Linked DNA regions of Mus musculus: region 1 is linked to region 2. A link is a contact called in public HiChIP or PLAC-seq data. All regions are on one chromosome and are shown on one strand. Each heading gives the region's core, a stretch centred on a gene start, on an enhancer-like site or on the middle of the called end of the contact. The rest is flanking DNA. Distances are from core to core; before and after follow the strand shown. Region 1 holds the start of Ddx21 (DExD box helicase 21). Region 2 overlaps Gm51804 (a long non-coding RNA gene).

Region 1 (2,700 bases), core at 167-2,666, 79 kb before region 2:
TAGGCAGATCTCTGAGTTCAAGGGCAGTCACGGGTGTACAGTGAAAGCCTGACTCAAAACGAGCATTGTCACTGATCATTCAATTGGCCTCTTTCCCTTATCCAATGGTAGTAGTAAACTCTCCAACTTAGGCATCTTTGGGAATCCATTCCTAGTCTCAAGGCCCTGTCAAGGGGCTGAGTGTGCCCTCAAACCCAGTGATAACTGTCCATCTCTTACATTAGTCTATAACAGTGGTTCTCAGTCTTCCTAATGCTGTAGCCCTTTAATGCCTCTTACGTTGTGGTGATCCCCAACCATAAAATGAATTAATTTTAGTTGTTGAGGATTTAGCTCAGCTGTAGAGCGTTTGCCTAGCAAGCGCAAGGCTCTGGGTTCAGTCCTCAGCTCTGAAAAAAAAAATTGCTACTTCAAAACTGTAATTTTGCTATTGAATCTTAATGTAAATATTTGATATATGACCACTGGTAAAAGGGTCGTTGAACCCCAACGGAGTGTCGACCCCCTTGAGAAACTTTGGTCTGTAGTGCTTGAGGACAAGCAGGGCTTGGATGTTATTAGAATCCTGTCTGTCCACTCTGGAAGCAGAGGCAGGCGGATTTCTGAGTTCGAGGCCAGCCTGATCTACAAAGTGAGTTCCAGGATAGCCAGGGCTACACAGAGAAACCCTGTCTCGAAAAACAAAACACAAAAAAACGAACCCTGTCCGTCATACAAGAATACCCGGAAGTTTATAAAGTGCACACATGAATAAAGGGCCAGACTTGTGAATTGTGGGTATTTTTTGTTGTTACTTGGGGTCGGGGAGAGAGCTGTTGAGACAATCTCATCATGTGTCGGGCTAGCCTTGAACTATGTGCACCACGCTGGACTCGATAGAGATCCATCTACCTCTGGCTCCTGGGTGCTGAGATTAGCGGCGTGCACCCCATATGCCCTGCCTATTCTGGTTCTTTTAAATTGTTCATATTGTGCAGCACGCATATGCGTGTCCTGGGTGCCACTGAGCGCGTGCACGATAAAACTGCACAGCTGGTTCTGTTTTCCAGGGATCACAAATTCAGGTCACCAGAACTGTGGTATCTCGCCGGTCCCTGAATTCCGGTGCTCACCAAAGCACCTGGGTTTATCTGTCACCACCCAGCCGTTTTCCACAGGTAGCGTACACATCGCAGCTTTTCATGGGAAAATGTTGCCAGCTGGTAATCCCAGACTCGGCAAGCGGAGGCAGCAGGGTAAGATTCAAGGCCGTTCTCCAAGTCTAGCCGTGGCGATCCCGCTGTCGTTAGACCGCGCAGAGCACCTCCACGCCGCACACACGGGTCTCACCCAAAGCCGCGCGAACCGCAGCCTTGCCGGTACACGCTACTTCCGCCGGATGCACTCCGCTGCGGAAGTGACGAATAGGCCCGGCTGAGGGGCGGTCCGCTTTCTCTGTCGCCCTCTCTCCTAGCACGCGGTTGAGGAAGCCGGTAGGCCTGAGAAGCTGCTGCTGAATAATGCCGGGAAAACTCCGCAGTGGGGCCAAGTTGGGCTCAGACGGGGCCGAGGAGAGCATGGAGACGCTGCCGAAGCCAAGCGAGAAGGTGAGCCTGGGGGGAGGGGGGTGTCCCCGAACTGGGCCGGGCCGGGAGCTCGTGGCCGGCCCTCTGACACGCCGTGTCGGCTGGTCAGGCTTGGGAGTGCGGAAGGGATTGCCGATCGCGTCACAGTGCGGACCAGAGCCGAAGACGGCAAAGTCTGAAACTTGCGCACATGGTCGGCATCTGCTGTGACACACAGACACAGTTCCCTCTTTAAAAAAGAAAAGAAAAGAAAAAAAAAAGAAAACCCAAAACAGAAAACGTGGTTGGCTAAGTGATCACCCTATTATATAGAAGGATCTGTGTGAGCACTGTTAAATCGCCTTGTCTCTTCTTAATTCCTTGCATAAAAATATTAAACTTGTGACAGTATCTATCAAAGTAGGAGGGTTCGGAAATTATCCCGGAACTCCTATGTTGTACGACTTAATTGAGTTTTTTTTTTGCTGTCTCTGTTGACTTTGAAGGTAGGAGCCTTTTAAAGGAGCAGCAGTAGTATTTGAATTAGGTGGAAATCACTGGGCGCACAGCGTTCACATCCGCGTGTTCAGCTGCCTGATGCTGAAGTCAGGAGGGAGGGACCTAGCTACGCGTTTATATTCCGAACTCGACTTACTGTTTTTCATATATGTAGTAGATAACATGTTCATGGGGCGGAGAGATTGTCCACGATACAGTATTTTTAAGATGGTTTTTGTGGTACCAGGACCAAACCTTGGGCAGCTCACGTGTTGGCAGGTGCTGTCCCACTGTAGCTCTAGCCCTTAGCCCAGCGGTTCTCAGCCTGACAGATAATCTGCAGATGTTTATATTATGATTCATAACGGTAGCAAAAATTAAAGTAACAACGGGATAATTTTCTGGTTGGGGGTCACTACAATATGAACTATTTGAAAAGTTGAGAATCGCTACCTTAGGCCATGATTTGAGAATTTAGTCCATTATGATTTAGTCTTTACTGCCTGGAACACTACTAGAGTCTATCTAGTAGGTGGCTAATAATCGGTACAAATTTTCCATATGAAAAGTTGCACATTTAAATAAAGTCCAAATAAAGTTTCACAGACGCAAATGATATATGAATTTTTTTGGTAGTTTTGTTTCATATAGTGTCTAC
Region 2 (2,700 bases), core at 181-2,680:
AAGGGAGGAAGAAAGGAGAGGAAAACAGTGAGAAAGTTAAATTTCTTTGGGTCCCACAGACTGGAGTCCCCGTAACCAGGCCTGCCCCAGGAGTCTTTCAAGGCGCCTTCACATTTAACTGAAATAGTCTGCTGGCATTCCCAGTTTGTACACCCACTGGGATGGCGATTTCTACGAGCCACTGTGATTGGCTGACAGAACCTAGGCAGAATATGTGTTCTGTGAGCATCTCTGAATCAGAGAGAGACACAGAGACACAGAGAGACAGAGAGAATACACTCTCTCTCATCTAGCATGTTCATCCTCAATACCGCAAAACAAAACAATAATAATAAAGTCAGGGAGCCACCCGTGGAGAGTACTTTGTAATTCCCAGCATAGGAGCATTCTCATCTTGGCTGTATGAAGTCAATTCTTTCCAAATAAAGGAGTTTAGTAAGATGCTTGACCTCCTGATTCCCCTGACTGATTCCCCTGACTCCACCTAGGACTGTAGGCAGGTATCTCTACTCCCAATTGGTTTTGTTTTTGTTTTTGTTTTGTTTTGTTTTTTGAGACAATGTCTTTTAGTCCAGGCTATCTGAGTACCAGCATTTGTCACCAAGCTTGATAGGTTTAGTAAATACATAACCAAATTCCTTATTCTTTTGTACATTTATGATCTCACACACACACACAACACACACAACACACACAACACACACAACACACACAACACACACAACACACACAACACACACAACACACACAACACACACAACACACACAACACACACAACACACACAACACACACAACACACACAACACGAGCTCCCTGGGTTCACTAGCTAATCAACCTAGCCTACTTACTGAGTGAACTCCAACAGCACTGGCTGTTCTTCCAGAGGACCTGAGTCTTGGTGTGGACTGCTGTCCCTCATCAATCCATGTGCTAGATGGCCACTCAGCTTGCAAGATTTCCCAGGGACACTGGGTTTTTTGTTTATTTTTATTTTTTTAATTATTATTTATTTTTTATGTAAGTACTGTTGCTGTCTTCAGATGTACCAGAAGAGGGCGTCAGATCTCATTACAGATGGTTGTGGGCCACCATGTGGTTGCTGGGGTTTGAACTCAGGACCTTCTGAAGAGCAGTCAGTGCTCTTAACCACTGAGCCATCTCTCCAGCCCCTTGTTTTGGCTTTCAAGACAGGGTTTCTCTGCTCAGCCCTGGAACTAGCTCTACAGACCATGCTAGATTTGAACCCAGAGATTGCCTGCCTCTCTCTGCCTTCCGAGTGCAGAGATTAAAGTTATGTGCCACCGCGGCTCCCCTGCCGTTGCCTGGCGAGACACAAGTACATGCAGCATCCTCCACAGGCTTGTGCGGCAGGTGACATCGTCAACAAATAGGAGCAGAAGTGGAGGTTTACAAGAGTGGCACTGTTAGCAGCTAGCAAATATGCTAACAGGTGGAGAGCGGGCGCCACTTAGTGCTTAAGGGCCAGGGCACTATAGTCAACCCAACTCTCCTAGGGGCTGGGATGCGGCGCAGTTGGAGTGTGTCTAACTAGCATGCACAAGGCCCTGGGTTTGATTGGCACCAGTGAATGAACCTGGAGTCCAAGAGCACACCTGCAATCCCAGAATTTAGGAATTTAGCCGGAGCTCCAGGGGTGGGTGATTATTTCTCGGTTGCATAGCAACTGAGTTTGAGGCTTGGGACAAGACCCTATCTCAAAACAACAGGAACGATCAACTGAACCCTTCCAACAGCTGTGAGGAGGAGGAGGTGGTGGAAGTTAAACAAGCCCTATTTACACAGGTATAGACAGTGAGTTCAAGGAAGTTCATTAGACTCCTGAGGGTACTCATGTGACAGATGGGCACAGTTCACTCTGCTAAGTTCTTTGTCCTGATGCTGTCAGTCAGTCATGAATCCAGCCATGTCTGAGCCTCAGGCACGTGGCACACTGAGAGCCTGCTGCTACATGCCAGACACATACAGTTGTCCCGGGTTCAGATAGTCCTTCCTCCAGTCCAGTGGTTCTCAACCTACCTGATGCTGTGACCCTTTAATGCAGTTCCTCATGTTGTGGTGACCCCAGCCACAGAATTCTTTTTGTTGTTACTTCATAACTGTAATCTGCTACTGTTAAGAGCCCAAGCCATAACGTAAATATATGTGTTTTCTGATGGTCTTAGGTGACTCCTGTGAAAGGGTCATTTCACCTACTCACCCCCAAAGGGTTTTGAACCACGTTACCCTGGTGGCTCTCACATGCTGATCATGTGGAGACAGTGGTGTGGAGGGGTGTGGACATCTATGAGATACTGGGCCAATACACAAAGCTATCCCAGCTCCAGTCCCCTCTGCCTGGGAAGAGCAAGCATAGTGACTCTAACTAGCTTGTCTGCCCTAGGGTAATGATCACTCAGTATAGGGAGCTGACTCAAGCAATCCGAGTCTCAAGGCCCTCCTTATCTCTGGACTTGGGCCTCTCTGGGACCTGTGTCACTCATCTCACACTCTGGGGGACTTGTCCCTATCTCTGTTTCCCATAAACAAGCACAGGCGCATCCCAGGGTGCTACCGGGAATAGCCTATCCCACGGCATTGTCAGAGCAGAATTAAGAGGTCTGCCTGGAAATTTCTGCACAGATAATCATGTTGGACTAGATGATCCTGGTTGTCAAGGGTCTGGAGATGGCAAATAAGA

What was found. HiChIP or PLAC-seq counts read pairs in DNA pulled down with a chosen protein or histone mark.
Region 1: a contact with region 2 is called in an H3K27ac HiChIP or PLAC-seq map of extraembryonic endoderm stem cells. The contact joins the promoter of Ddx21 here to the enhancer-like site in region 2. A contact is called at or near these places in 4 of 39 promoter capture datasets (embryonic stem cells, neutrophils, second pharyngeal arch cranial neural crest and 1 more), 6 of 115 datasets of contacts at active chromatin or transcription factors (the HPC-7 cell line, the SCID.adh cell line, embryonic stem cells and 1 more) and 3 of 9 other capture datasets (adipose tissue, liver and pancreatic islet).

What each region holds. Positions count from the first base shown.
Region 1 is chr10:62,601,014-62,603,713 of GRCm38.p6, reverse strand. Ddx21 (DExD box helicase 21) reads left to right here and starts at 1,416. Exons shown (of 15, transcript NM_019553.2): 1 at 1,416-1,586. The coding sequence starts at 1,500.
Region 2 is chr10:62,521,736-62,524,435 of GRCm38.p6, reverse strand. All of the region lies in intron 2 of Gm51804 (a long non-coding RNA gene), which reads right to left. It also overlaps a transcript of Srgn not described here. Among named protein-coding and RNA genes, the nearest start is that of Gm51804, 15 kb to the right of the region's middle. Within about 2 kb of position 1,430, at least 13 of the 459 cell types and tissues checked have an H3K27ac peak or open chromatin away from gene starts, as enhancers often do. A contact at or near this core is called in extraembryonic endoderm stem cells and pancreatic islet, where this site is marked.